Linked DNA regions of Capra hircus: region 1 is linked to region 2. Evidence: chromatin contacts called from public Hi-C data. All regions are on one chromosome and are shown on one strand. The core of a region is the stretch at or near the end of the contact, and the rest is flanking DNA. Distances in the headings are between cores, read along the strand shown.

Region 1 (7,326 bases), core at 2,156-4,655, 59 kb after region 2:
AGCAGAGGCTGGACAGACACGAGCCTGGGATGTTGTAGAGGGCTTACATGCATCCCAGGTGAGCTGGGCCTGGCGGCCTGTCAGCCTAGATGGTGTCTGAGCCTAGGGTTTTGCTGCATTTGTGTGTAGGAGGCACTGTCGGAGCTTGGGCATATCTACAACTGGGGACCTTTGTAGTCTAAAGGTGGTTTGTGTTTTGGGACCTTGGCCCCACAACTGGAACTAGGGGGGGCAGGCAACAGGCATGTTGGCTGCTGGAGGGGGGACAGAGGTTCCATCCCAACAGACCATGAGGGAAGATAGCCTGAGGTCCAGTTGGACCCATTTCTTAGAGCCAGAGAGTGAGAAGGATCCTTGATTTTTAACCATCCTTCTCTCCCCTCCTCGTTTTGATTTTTGGGAAAACTGAGGACTTTGCCCAAGGTCATAGAGCAGGTCATGATACATCAGGTATGGGTGGGGGTGAGGGTGGCAGGGAGGGTTCATGTTGGATCCTGGTACCATCTCCCTGCATCCCGAGTACCCATAGCATCTTCATCTCCTTGCCTTTCCTTGGCACAAGAGATGTCCTTTAACACATGTGGTAAGGGATCCTGGTCCCTTTTAATTAAGAGGATACAAAGAGAGAAGTCAGACAGCTGCCCCCACCCATGGTTGGGAGAGTAAGTGCTCCCCAAATTACACAGCAGATGCCAGGACTCCGGCAACAAGACCCAGCTTGATAGCTTTGTGGTAACCTCAGCCAGCACAATTTTATTTTTATGTTTTAACTCCTTGGTGATATATAGACCTCTCACAGGCAGAAGAAATGTCATCCAGAACTTCTCCCTTGAAAAAAATTTTTTTTCAACTTGCGCAACACATACCCAGTTTAATTAACCCTTTTGTAGGAAGCCTTGGTCTGCTTTGGGCTGGGTGAGAAAATTGTTTCTCTCCTGCAAGGCGGGTGTTGTGCAAATAACTTGAGAAGGAGGCAAAAGATGTGGGGTGGTGTGCTAGCAACTGGTCCTGCTGTGGAAACCAACCACCCTCTGCCCGCGATTAGCCCCTGATCTCTTGGGATCTCTGGGTCCCAAATGATAATTCCTTGGACAGTCCAATGGACAATTAATGATGCGTGCCTCCTCTGGGATCTCTTTTTTTGTCTGCTTTTAAAATTTCAGTCTAAGGTGCCTGTTCTGGTGGTGGTGGTTTAGACACTAAGTTGTGCCCAACTCTTGTGACCCCATGGACTATAGCCCTCCAGGTTTCTCTGTCCATGGGATCCTCCAGGCAAGAATACCAGAGTGGGTTGCCATTTCCTTCTCCAGAGGATCTTCCCAACCCAGGAATTGAACCCCGGTGTCCTGCACTGCAGGCAGATTCTTTACCAACTGAGCTACGAGGGAAGCCTGTTCTATAGGAGTCCTTACACTTCATGTCTGCACCCTTTAAATCTCTATTTCCATAGGCTTGCTATTCAGATCAGGAACTAGAACGTTTTGAATCAAAGCTCACCTCTGACCCCTCCCACTGCCTCATTTCCACATGCTAAAGATAGGAGGCTACCTCTGTATCCTTTCTCTCTGGCCATATGGACTCTGCCTGATGGTTCCTGTATCTGCACCTCTCTCTGGTCTCCCTCACTCAGATTAGTTTTTCAATGCTCAGCTCGGCTCTGTCACTTCCTGGACGACAAAATTGGAGGGGCGAGTCCCTCCCCCACTGTCTGAGGACTGAAGCTCCAACTGTTATGCCTTCAAGGCATAGTGCCCCAAGACCTAGCCCCGGCCTCTGTGCAACCACTCCCCAACCCTGGATATGTTCTCCATGCTCCATTTGTTCAATGTGCAAACGTTTTTTCGAACCCTTACTATGTGCCAGGAGTTGTGTTGGGCACCCAGAAATTAACTGATGCACAATTCCCAGAAACCAAGTGTGTTTCCAGAGCTCAAGGGTTTGGGGGCTCTGAGAAGGGGTGCGGAATTGAGAGAGGGACTGGGCTGCAGCCAGCTCTCTTCTTGCTGGTTTCCTGTTTACTATTAACAGCTGCCCATCCCGCTAACACACAAACGCCCAAGTGAACCTTGGTATGTTTTCAGACCAGCAGCTCAATCACAAACATGAAGCAGGCTACTTGAAATTTGCCTTCAGCTGCCTTGAAAATCTGCAGAGAGACCCCCTTTAATCCCTCCCTGTCTTGCACTCCCCAACTTTCTGCCTTCCTCGCCTCTCCTTGGAGGACATATGGCCCCTTGAAGTTTTTGTTTGCTTGAAGGGAAGGGAAAAAACCCCAAATACCTAGCTTCAGTGTGGAAGTTTCTTCCATTTTTAAAATATTATTAAGCATCAAGAGACAGAGCAATCTGCTTGCAGATACTATACGTGCATAATTAATAAAATCTCATTATTTATTTATAGAGACACACGAAGAACTGGAGAATTAGGGCTATCCCCATTATATATGAAGAGAGGGAGAGAAAGAGTGGGAGAGAGAGGCTAATACTTTTTGAATGTTAGAGCCTTCCAGAGAAGTGAATCTCTCAGTAGGCAATGAATAAGAAAAGGTATCTACTCCTCCTCAGAGTGGTGTTCCGAGCTAGGAAACACCAGAGAGCAGAAACCTGGTTCCGCTTAAAAAAGGAACGGGACCAGCTCGGTGCTCTGAGTGCCCAGGATGCCGGCTTTGGGTACTTGGCAGGAAAGCAGGAGGCACCGTGGAGGGCCTGGCGACAGGGAAAGAGCCAGTCCGGGGATTCTGAAGGAGGGGGACTTAGGCACAGAATCCCTGGTAGGTGGGGGTAGCAGTGGGCACGGTCACACCATGGGCACCACGTAAATTGCCCAGACACCGGCTGAGGTGAGCCCCTGGTTCCGCTGGTCCTTTATAAAGCAGGTAACGGTCACTGAAAGGGGGAGGGGGGCTTTTCTAAATGCCAACTCTGCCCTTGGATCTCTGCATGCCAGATGCCCGGCCAGGGCCGCCAATATCAATAACCCAACTTATTATGTAACAGCCCCTGCGGCCAGGCAGGCAGGGGTCAGAGCCTCCCAGGCTTCTTGAGTTGGGGTGGATCTTCGCTCTCCCTGTTCTCTCTCCCCTCTCTCATTTTTTCTTGAGACATGCTTTAAAATAGAAAACAGGCTTGTGCAGTAACCAACCCCACAGAAAGGGGTAGTTTGGAGGGATGTTTTCCACCCCCATCTCCCTCAAGTGCAAGCAACTCAGGGAGCAGAACACTCAGTCTTCCCGGGGCGGTGGGCTCCGGCGGGGGGCGGGGAGAAGGGCTAGGGAGGGGGTCGGCTTGAGCAGCAGCCCCCGCAGGGTTACCAGGGCGCGTGCAGGGAAACGTCTCAGCAATTCCAGCGCCCAAGCGGAGCGCGCGGGGGGGCGGGGGCGCGCGGCGCGGGGCACCTTGAAACCGCCGGCGGCCGAGCGCTGATTGGCCGAGCCACCGCCTCGGCGTTCCAGCCAGGCGCCCCTCCCCCCGCGCCGTCCACCCCGGAAGGAATTTCCTCCTCTGGCGGCCGCTATTGTTGTCCGCCTTCGCTGTTTGGGTCGGATCGCGTAACCATAGTATCCAAACTGTGTCCGCGCGGGGCCCCAGCCTGGGACCCCTGTGCCCCCAGCCCCTGCAAACCACCCCCCCCACTTTTTTTTTTTTTGCAGCCTACTTATCATGACTTCATCGGACTCCGGGGAGCAGGAGAGGGGGATGGGGCGGGGGGAGCTGGCCCGCTCCTGGCGGCCCTTACTCCGAGATGTTTTCAATTATAATTTTTTTTAAAAAAGTCTGCTTTGTGGGTTCGGGGCTTTTAAATTCTTCCTACTCCCCCCCACTTCCATTAAACCGTTGGACCAAACTTGAGTGGGATTTTCCCTCCGTTTCCCCTTCACCGTCTTCACCCTGACTTTGCTGCTCACATCTGAGGCTGGGGAGACAGCAGAAGTCACCCCCCAAACCCAGCCCCTCAAGCTCGGCCTGTGCCCCGGTCCCTGGGCCTGGGCTTGAGCTGGAGAAGGCGAGGTCGGACCCTGCAGCCCACACCCTCTACCCCGGGGCGCTTCCTGGCGGGGTTGGGGGACCCGTGGAGAAGGAGGTACGGGGGTGCATGCCTGCCAACCCCTTATCAAAGGGATGCGGGAGTGACGGGGGAAACAGCTGACAGGTTCTTGGGAAAACAAGCCTCCTCTCCCCTCAGATTTCTCCCTCAGATCTCTGAACACAGAGACATCCTAGTCCGCGCGAGCAGCCTGAGACCAATACCTGTTCTCTACTCCTGCGAAAAAACAAAAATAGAAGCCTTGTCCTTGCGAAATATTTTGCTGGGAGAGGTGGGGGGTGTGGGGGGGCGCTAGCAGTAAGTCCGCACCCGGGCTGTGGGCAGCGCGGGAGCCCCCAGGACTGGGGCTGGCCGCGGGGGGCGGTGTGTGTGCCGGGGGGTGTCAAACATTCCCAGAACTCAAGTATTCTCCCGGCGCCCGTTGGGGCGGGGGCAGCAGCTGCGGCGGCCCAAGTTCGGGGCAACACTGCCCCCTAGGGGCCACTGCAGTAAGTTTGCAGCCGGGGCGGCGAGGGGCCTTAAGGACGGAGTCAATGGTACCTGGGCAGGGGCGACAATAACTCCCCCGGTGACCGGTGACAGGCCTGAAGAGGGCTTCCAAGCACCCGTTCTAGGGGCGGGGAAGATGCGATGGTGAGGTTTTGTGTTTGCTCTAGAATCTAAAACTTTGGCAGACTGGGTGCATCCTACTGGCTTCCAGTGGTGGAATGGGCCTTTTAATATCAATGAATCTGGTACCCTTTTTGTGCAGTTAAGGAAACTGAGTCCCAGAGAGGGGAGCGATTTGCTCAGGGACATGGTTTTGCACCCAATCCTTCTGGGGTCCTGTGGGGTTTTTGAATTCACAGTCTTCCTTCATCCCTTAGTGGCTCTTGTAAACCTTGTAGAGAGGTTTATCAGAGGCAGTATAGGACATTTACAGATGAAAAATCAGTCCTACAGCAGGGTGAGAACTCAAGTCCCCTGTCTTTCAGTCCAGCTCTCTATACTATGGGGACTTGGAGGGACTTGAACCATAGACTCAACTAGCTGGTCAGCTCTTCATTTGGGGGGATGGCTGTGGTGCTCAACACCCATTCCTACCAGACCAGCGTGTAAGTGGCTGCTCCAGGCCGAGGGGCTCCAACAGAAGAGTGTGGGTCTGCTGAAACCTGAGTTGTAGGTTCCTAAACTGTTGCTGTCTCTGGGCCTCAGTTTCCCCATCTCTAAAATGGGGAGTGGGCAAGCAAGAGGAACAGAAAGGCATCTTGTATCTCCAGTGTTCAGAGCTGCTGTACTGCTTCTCCTTGTCTTTTGTCTGTCTCACCCTCTCTCCTCGGCTCTCCCTTGCTCCTCAGTTGGGGGTCGGCTGGGCTGGCTTCTTGAGCCCGCCCTTCCTCCCTTCCGGCAGGGCTTCTGCGGCTGCCCCTCCCCTTCCCTCCCCTCCTGGCTGGCGCAGAGCAGACTGCGGGAGGGAGCAGTGGGCAAGGAGCCAGCAGAGCGTCCAGTCAACCCCTTGGGAAAACAGGGGTGGGTGTGTGTGTGTGTGTGTGTGTGTGTTGGGGAGGGGTGTGTGTGTGTGTGTGTGTGTGTGTGTGTGTGTGTGTGTTGGGGAGACATTGTCAGAGGTAGCAGCTCGGCTCAGCAGGGGCAGAGTCCCTAGAGGTTATTTGTGTCCAAGGTGACTGGTGTCCGAGCTGGCTGCTGGCCTCCTTCCTCTCTCCCTAGAGATTCGAGGAGCTGCACAGGGAGTCCTTTCCACTCCTCTCTCTCCCTTGCCGCCCACGAACAATCAGGCACCAAGTCTGGTCCTTTCTCCCCTTAAATATCTCTCCAGTTGTTCCCTTCTCCACATCTCTTAGCCACCATCTTAATCTGCCAGCTTGCTGGTATCCAGGGGGCTTGAAACTGGCCCCTCCACCAAGCCTTCTGAACCACAAAGCACATATTCCCATGCTGCTTCTGTCTATGCCCTGCGTTTCCCTGCCCTGTGGATCAGCTGCAGGCTGGTGAGACCCTCCATGATCTAGGCCTTTCCACCTTGACCATCTCATTTTATTTCTCTCAGATGCATCTTTTGTGTCTTAGTGATACATGCATGTGGGCGTCCCTGGTGGCTCAGATGGTAAAGAATCCACCTGCAATGCGGGAGACCTGGGTTCGATCCCAGGGTTGGGAAGATCCCCTGGAGAAGGGCATGGCAATCTACTCCAGTACTCTTGCCTGGAGAACCCCCATGGACAAAGGAGTCCTTGGGGTCACAAAGAGTCGGACGACACTACATGTGACCTCCGGAGCCTGCCCTGCTCCTTAGACTTGCACAGGCTGTCACTGTGAGGTCCTGCCAGGGCTTGGAGATACTGAGGTGAACCAGCCTTCCCTGCAGAAAGCATAGTGGTGTAATGATGGTTGGCAGAATGGTGTCTTAAGAGACCTGTCACTCAGTCTGGGGGGAAATCAGGGAAGGCTCCCTGAAGGAGGTGATCCTTGTGCTGAGTCCCAAGGGAGAAGTAGGAATTAGCCAGATAAACAGAGCTAAAGGGGAGACAGTTCATTCAGGGAGAGGGAATGGCAGGAATAGGCAACAGCACGGGCAAGCGCAAGACATGAGGGAGCATGACCTTTAATGAAACCGAAGATGGCGTGGCTGAAATGTAAGGGAGAGGACAGTGGGGAAGAGATGCGACTGGAGAGGGAGTCAGATCCGGGTGGTCCTTGTGTGCGGGCCTGAGGAGCTGTGATTGTCACATCCAGTCCCTAGGGAGCCTGGAGAGGTTGCTGAGCCCTGGGCTGGACAGCAAGGAGCTCGCAGACTAAGGCAGATAAAGAATAAACCGGGTCAGAGCGGAATGAAGAGATCCCAGTGAGGACGTTCTAAAATACACACCTGTTAATTCCTGCTCTCAACATCTTCCTTGGCTCCTTGCTGTCCTGAGGGGCAAGCCCTCTGCTTTGCATGGCATTCAAGGCCCTTGCTGGCCTCTGCAACTCACCACAGCAGAACCCTCATACTCCCATTACTCCAGCCAACTGAGTTATCTGCATTTCCCCCGATAGACTGTGTTCCCACCAACCGTCAGAGCGGTACCCACACCATTTGCTCTGCCTGGAATCCTACTGTCGTTCACCTGTTAAATATTTTTTTTTTTTGACTGCGCAGCATTTGGGATTCTAGTTCCCTGATCAGGTATCGAACCTGTGTCCCCTGCAGTGGAAATGCAGTCTTAACCACTACCACCAGGGAAGTCCAACTGTTAGCTGTTTCAAGATGCCTCTCAGGCATTACTCCCTCTGGGAAGCCCT
Region 2 (7,339 bases), core at 3,642-6,141:
AGATAGGTGTCTATGCTCTTTTGCATAATTACAACATTATGAAATACCGTTTACCAAGTTAGACAGCTGCCGGAGGAGGGTACGGGGTGAGGGAAGCAGAGAGGTGGGCAGGATAGAAAGAAAGGCAAGGAGAAAACAAAGACCACTGCCAACTGCCTGTGTATTTGCTTTTGGTACTAAAGAAGTTCAAGCTATCCAACCCTGTAATTATTGCCAGGATTAAAAATTTGTTACTCACGTAATCATGAAAGGCTTTTGCTTCACTTGAATGTTCACAAGTGTCTCGCCTTTCAGGAGCTGCACAGTAAAGGTCCCAAAATACGCTGCAAATCGAAAAATAAAATAAGATCAGGTTACTAATTATTACTTGTGTGCCCAATGGCAAGTGTACAATGCATGGTACTAACAGCACCAGGTCTCCCCAAGGCTCAGTCCCACCTTTTCAGCCGTCATTGGGCAAACTCAGTCTACAAAACAAAATGGACCCAACCTCTTCTGACAGCCTGGCATTTGTAGTAAGAGCAATAGTTCTCACCCTTCAGGCACCTACTATGTGCATGCCCATGACACTGCTTGTAACCCCCAAGAGCTGTAAGGTAGGTGATTTTATTCCCACTTTATACACAGGACAACGAAGGCTCAAGCCCATTAGTGCAACACACGCACGGATGCCCAAGGAGGACAGGTAGGAATCTGGATGAAAATCCATGCCCGTCTCATCTCTCATATGAACACCCCCACCTCCACCCAAAATGGCTGCATTTCATTTAAGGATTAAATTGTCAAAGTCACGACTATGATTCATATACATAGAAACCTGGGTGACTCTGGCAATAAAGAGAATCTCCAGGTTCTTAACCCAGAGCCCATACCCTGGAGGCGTTTGGTGTGGTGTAAGGATTCTACCTGTAGGAGTGGGTGACGGGTCTTGTGTGCTTTTGTTTTCTGAGAGAAGTTGTATGGTTGGGGCTGGTGGGTCTGGCCACCACAGATCCCTGCCAGCTCACCCATACTCTCACCTAGGCCCTCCCCCAAGGCATTCCTATATAAAAACAATTCCTCCCCTGCCCATCCAAGAACATAAATCCATCACCCAAAGGTGAGGTTATGGATGATCAAGTATCTTGTTTTTCTACAATGACATAAAGCCCACCCCCCCTCAGACAGCCACTTGTCCAGCAAAAGCAGGGTTGGGGGGAGATTTCCCAGCCTAACTCCCCTCTGTGATTTCTGTATGGTCACCCCAACCCTTTGCATTATGTGAAAACAGACAGACAAATCCTTTGTCAACCAACAAAACCCTATACAAACATGAGGTCATCAGTGGTATCAACAAGAAGCCTTAGAAACCCTCTCCAGGTCAAGAGCCCGAGGCCCAGGGATAGGAACTCGCCTGAAGGGTAAAGTGTGCACCAGAGCAGAGGTCTGACTCCTGGATCAGAGCTCCTGTCGTCATTATAAACAGCCAGCCCAGAAGAAACCATCTCAACTGCCAGTTCTATCTGTCAGCGGACAAGCATCTCACTCCAGGTGCGCGAGGAACGCAGCCTGGCCCTCTTCAGATCCGCTCCACCGCTTCCTCCCACTCCAAAGGCTGTGGTCATCTGCCCGGTGTCAAATCACAGAGTCCCCACTGCCGGAGCCCGGCACGACACACTCTAGTTCCCAAGGCAGAGATAAGGTTGGAGAAGTTGTATATGGGGGGGGGGGGGGGGGGGCGGGCGGTGCAGTGATTAAGCACAGAACAGGATAATCGGGGACTTTTATTAACTGTAGAGGGAGGACAGTCTACTCCTACTAACAGCAGAACATTCCTTTCTGTGCTCTGAGGCTGCACATATTTGATTAACTTTCTCTACATGCTACATTTCTAACACGACAAACTCCCTGGCCCCTTCTGAGTAATTTTTACTCATAAGCCTAAGTGTCTGCAAAGTCCGAGGTGGCCAGACCGGCCAGCCCCAGCCACACAACTTCTCTCGGAAAACAAAAGCACAGAAGACCGGCCACCCACTCCTACAGGTAGAATCCTTACACCACACCAAACGCCTCCAACTCTGCAGTTGCGAGGTTGGCAGAAGTAATTAAAAACTCATCTTCTCTGCAGCAAGTTAGAACAGACACTTCATCCCCCTGCATCTCAAAGACACTTGAAACAGTAACCCGAGCTGGCGGTCAGGTAAAAGTGCTAAGATCCCAAGATGGGGGCACTGAACTGCAGCAAAATATCAAAAACCACTCTGCTCTCTTTTCCTTTTGAAAAAGATGTCAAAGACTCCACCGATCGGTCTCACAAAACACCCAAGTCTTACTCAAAGCAACTGCTCCTGCTAAACCTAAGCCTCCCTCCTGGGGGGCTGCAAACCAGGAGCGGATCTCTGGTGGTCCCAGGCAGGCAGGGCCCAGGGGCCTGGGGAGAGGGTCACAGAAACAGCCCCCAACTACCAACGACAGGCATATGCCAGGTCTCAGTAAAATGAAACCTGGAGGTTCTAGGGCTATTTAGAGGGGTGGGGGCTTGAGGGCGGGAACATCCAGTCAGTCTGAATTAGTATCTTTAAAGGAAGTGGCAGCCTCCTCTTGCTCTTTCTCAGGGTGCCTGGAAAAGGTACCCATGGATCTTTCTCTCAAAGTTTCACTTATAGAGGAAAAAGGAAGGGACAGGCCAGTTGTAAAACAGACCTGGTATCCCAGCCACCGGTCCTGCCCCACCCCCACTCCCTCTAATTAAAGCAGCATGCAGAATTGACAAAAATCCTTTCAGGTTTTTTCCAAGTCCATGCTTACTGCTTCAGAGTGAGATGTAAAAGGAAGGCATTTCTATTGCAACACCAGGCATGATTAGTAGGTTCTCACCAGTGGGAAAATAGGAAGCAGAAACTTTATGCATCGACCTCTGCTGCCCTTTCCCTTCTCTGCCAGTCCTGGTCTGAGGGCCCAGAGGCGCCCTGCTCTCTACCATGCTGAGGACTAAAGCACAGGGAGCCTGCTCCAGACCCCCTGTCTTTGTTCACTTGGACCCCGGGGGGCTCAGAACAAAACACACACACACACACACACACACAAAACTATCACAAACTTACCACCACCACGAGTGCAAAAACCCAGGCGGTTCTCCCAACGTGATGTTTTTTTCCCATCGAATCTAGAATGGAGAGAACAGAGACAGCTCAGGGCAGCAGAAGGAAGGGGTGGGCTGGGGGCTTCCCGGAGCCAAAAGGCTGTGAAGACCAACTAACAATAAATGCCAAAAGGTGATAAAAATTCAAAATGGTGGCCACAGTGGCTGTTCCAGAAAACAAAGGCTTTAAGAACGATGGGGAGGAGGGGGTGTCAAGAACTGGATGACTGGGGGAGTCCCACTCACCTCTGACAAGAAGGTCTGTGCAGACTTCTGTGCTCCTACGTGCAGTAAATATTCGTAGACATATAAAGCTAACCTGGAGAGTGGGCAGGGGGCACAGAGAGAGAGGGAAGGCGTCAGATCACACTGGTGCTCGCTCCTGGACCGTACCAGCCGGCTTCCAACCCTGTCCGTGCTGTCCCATTGTGGCCCCGACCAGAGGTGAGCAGCTAGCTCGGTCCTGCCTGGGGCCAAGGGTTCGAGCAATTAGGGGGTGGGTACCAGGAGACGCGTTTACTTCAAGCCGCGGGGGCTGAAGAGCAGCCCCCGAACTTGAACTTCCAAGTAGCGTCGGGACCAAACCCACCTAGGTCTCTCAAACTCGCAAACCGCCCGACCCCAGAGCCTCGCTTCTTTTCCCGACCTACTCCTTGCCACCAACCCACCCTCTCCCCAGTTTTGAGGGTCCGGGGAGACTCAGTCCTGGACTCCGGGGTGCTCCGCGCTCTGGAGAGGGCAGCAAAGCGCCGCCCTCACCACCTCCCCCCAAAACAACTGTCCCCCAAGCTAGGGCCAAGCCGGCGCCGCTGTCCCTGCCCAGCCCGGCGCCCAGGAGGGCGCGGGGCCGGCGGTGGGGCCGAGGGCAGGGAAGGCAGAGCGCTCCTGGCCGAACAAAGCCCCCGCCACGCACTCCTCAAGCCGCGGGCGGACAAAAGGAGCCTTCGGGGCTGCAAGAAGCCACGCGCCCCCTGCTCGCGCCCGGTGGGCAAAGTGCGGTCACCGCCGCGAGCTCCCCGGCCGGGGCGGATGCCCCGGCTGGCTCGCAGGACCTCGCCCACCCCTCTCCGCGGGGCCCCGCGCCCGGCACGCCCCGGGGCCACCAAATGCCCCCTCCCCGGCGGCGCCCCCCGACGCCCCAACCTCAGCCGGCTCCCAACAATGGGCTCTCCCACGCCGCCCGCCGCGGCCTCGGGAAGGGGCCAGGCTGGCGGCGCCGGGGCCCGGAGCGCAGCAGCCCCCGCCCGCCCACCTGCCTCCCACCACCCGCCCGCAGCCCGGCAGCGGCGCGGCCGCCACTTGGAAAATAGGGCTTACTTTTCCCGAGCCTGCCCGTCCGAGGGCACCGCCGAGCCTTTGCCTTTGGCAAACATGGTTTGCAGAGAAGAGGACGCCGAGCCTCCTCGCCGCCGCCGCCGCCGCCGCTACCGCTCCGGCTGCTCCCGAGCTGCCCCCTCGCTCCCGGCCCCTCCCCGGCGCTCGCTCGCACACTCGCTCGCGCTCTCCTCGCCGCGCTCCCCTCCCTCCCCCCCAGGCGCTGGCTCCGCGCTCTTTCCAGCTGTCAAAGCGTCAGCCCCGGCCGCGGCCCCATCGCCCTGGAACTCCTCCCGCGCCGGCTCGGCCTGGAGTGCCGGTGCCGCCGCCGCCGCCGCTCGCCCGCCGGCCCGGCTGCCCGCTGGCTCGCTCGCGCGCCCGCCCGCCCGGCTCCGCCTGCAGCCGCCCTCTGCGCCTCCTGCACCGCTGCCGCCGCCGCCGCCGCTGGTCTACTTGGAGCTCAACCGAACGTGGCTACCCCGGCGAGGGATCGAGGCGGGCGTCAACGTCCCGCGATTGATTGGCGCCTCGGCCAATCTGCGCGCGGGGGCGGGCCCAGGGCGGCCCGGGAGGGACGCCCTGTCAGCGCCCGGCCGCGGCAGTCCCCGCTGAGGCCGCCGCCGAGGAGCCGCTGTCCCTGCTTCTGCGGGCGAACTGGGGGTGTCCGCGGGCGCGAGCCTCTGTTTTCTCTAGATGTAGGGAGAGGACGCGAATCGAGAAGGGGGAGCTCTAGTCTCCTGGCACCCGCGAAGAGGGGGTCCGACCCGCGGTCTCCGCGGCGTGGACCGCTGGGGAGCGGGTGGGGGGCGGGGGGCTCTGCGGCATAGTCGGAGGGGAGGGGGCGCGGACCCCTGAGCCGAGCACCGCCGGCTCCCTCCCGCCACGTCCCTCTCCCTTATCTGCCCCTCACCTCCCCCAGCCTCAGCCCGCGCCAGCCCAGCCCTGATCTCCCCCTCCCCCTCGCCTGCCCTTCCCGTGGGCTCCGACCCCGACCCCCTCCCCAGACTCCCACTCGCCCCCACCCTTGGCCGCCCCGCCCGTGGTCCTCCCTCTCGCCTAGTCTGGCTTCGGTGCGCAGGGCCCGGGATTCCACGCTGGGAGCTGGGCGGCTTGAGCCGGCGCCGAGGCGCGCGGCTGCTCCTTTACTAGATCATTAAAATACTTTGGAAAACCCCAAAGTGGAGTCGCGCGAAAATGGCCCTTGGCCTGCTTTGGGGAACCTGGGGGAAGGGACTGAAGACTTGGGCTAAGAGAAGGGAGAGTGATTGCTCCCAAATTTCCAAGGTCTGCCCGCCCTAGCAAGTTAGCCCCTCGGCTTCTCCGGGAGAGATGGTGCCATTCCAGGGTAGAGGGGGCTGTCACCTGGGCGCCCCGCTGCGCGGAATACGCGCCACAGAAATCTGCAAACTTCAAATAAATGGAGCTAAATTGGGGAGTGGGGTACGAGAGCCAGCCGTGGGGGGAGGGGAAGCTTCCATTGTCAGTGACCCAGGTGTACAATGGGAAATTGAAGGGGGCTGGCAGAGTGACCCAGCTATTTGCTCCTGACTCCTTTTTGCCCACGCCGAGAACCCGAGGACACACTGAGTGTCCCTCATTAGACACTCTTATGACGAGAAACCAACCAAACAGGGCAAGACTCCCCCATTTTCAGACTGTTTTTAGAGCGCGGTTCTCTTTAAATGGGATAAAACACTGTCTCTTTAAAAGAGTCTAGCAGAAAAAGCTGTGTAAGCGCTGATTGGCTGCCTGTTTGGATACATCTTTAGGGGAGCCTTGAAACTGTTAGCCTAGGTTGATTTTTTTTTTTTTTAACTGCGCTGTTCCAATAAACAAGTAACGCCCCTCCCCCTAACATGCCTCGCACCAAACAATTAAAGGATAGGTCAGTGTCCTGGGGAAAACATGTTTCAAGTAGGAAAACTCAGAACTAGATTCAACAAAATAAGGGATAATTCACTACCATTAAAGTTTGCTTATTTTGATTTGTCGATGAGAGAAGAAGGGGCTTTAAAAAGAAATGCCCCTGCAGCAAACAGACGGCATTGGTTCAGGAAGGAGACTCTGGGTGCATTTTTGGAATAATGTTCTACTCAGTGTAACAGCTTCCCTAAATTAGAATACAGCCAGGGCCTACCAATGCCTCTGGACGCACTCTGTTCTCTGCTGGGACCTAGAGCTTGCAGGGAAAGGAGGTAGAAAAAAGAAAACACTCCTAGTCTCTGGTTGTCTGTGTGCTAGCTCCTAGTTTAAAGGTTGTTTTGTGAATGAGGGAAGCATGGAGGTTGGGAGGGAGTTGAAATACAACGATAGGGGAGAGAAGGAAATAATTACAGTTATTTTTCCCCCAGGCGGTTTAATTTAATAGGGCTAACTTAAGGTACCTTAGAGCCCACACTAATTAAATTGTCCTGCTCATACCCTTCCCCTGAACTTCTATTTTTGATGGGCTAGGAATGGCCAGGAATGGCTTGTCAACAGACTGACTCACAAGAAGCCTGACTCATCTTGGGTCTGCAAGGCCCACAAATTATGAGTATCATGAGTGTGGGTTAGGTCCTGGCTCAAGGAAAATACTGCCCTTCTCTGGCCCTGTCTCTATCAAGTTGGCCATGCTTTGTCAGAGTCAGGGTTGCAACACAGGTATCTCTGTGCATCATTTTCCTCATCTGTCAAATGGGAAAGGGGGCTCTTTACTATCTCTTTAGAGTCTGATGTTTTATGACACTAAGATTTCCTTTCTATAGTTTTCTTTCCTCACACCCCACCCTGAAAAAAAGGACGAGTACCTCCTTCCAAAACAGGTGTGGCATGCGTTTGAGGAACCTGTGCCAGGCTCTCTGTCCCTGTGGTCTGCCCTTCCCTGGAACTTGACAGAGAATGTTGGTAGGTTGGTGGTGAAGC

What was found. Hi-C and Micro-C count contacts between places; a contact is called where the count stands out from the background.
Region 1: a contact with region 2 is called in a Hi-C map of blood, with 5 times the contacts expected there. The contact joins the enhancer-like site here to the promoter of SSBP3 in region 2. A contact is called at or near these places in 3 of 5 Hi-C or Micro-C datasets (blood and liver).

What each region holds. Positions count from the first base shown.
Region 1 is chr3:29,002,131-29,009,456 of ARS1.2, forward strand. No RefSeq gene overlaps it. Among named protein-coding and RNA genes, the nearest start is that of ACOT11, 39 kb to the right of the region's middle. Within about 2 kb of position 3,406, at least 5 of the 5 cell types and tissues checked have an H3K27ac peak or open chromatin away from gene starts, as enhancers often do.
Region 2 is chr3:28,941,308-28,948,646 of ARS1.2, forward strand. It overlaps SSBP3 (single-stranded DNA-binding protein 3), which reads right to left and starts at 4,892. Exons shown (of 18, transcript XM_018044504.1): 1 at 4,439-4,892; 2 at 3,368-3,440; 3 at 3,084-3,145; 4 at 239-323. The coding sequence starts at 4,494.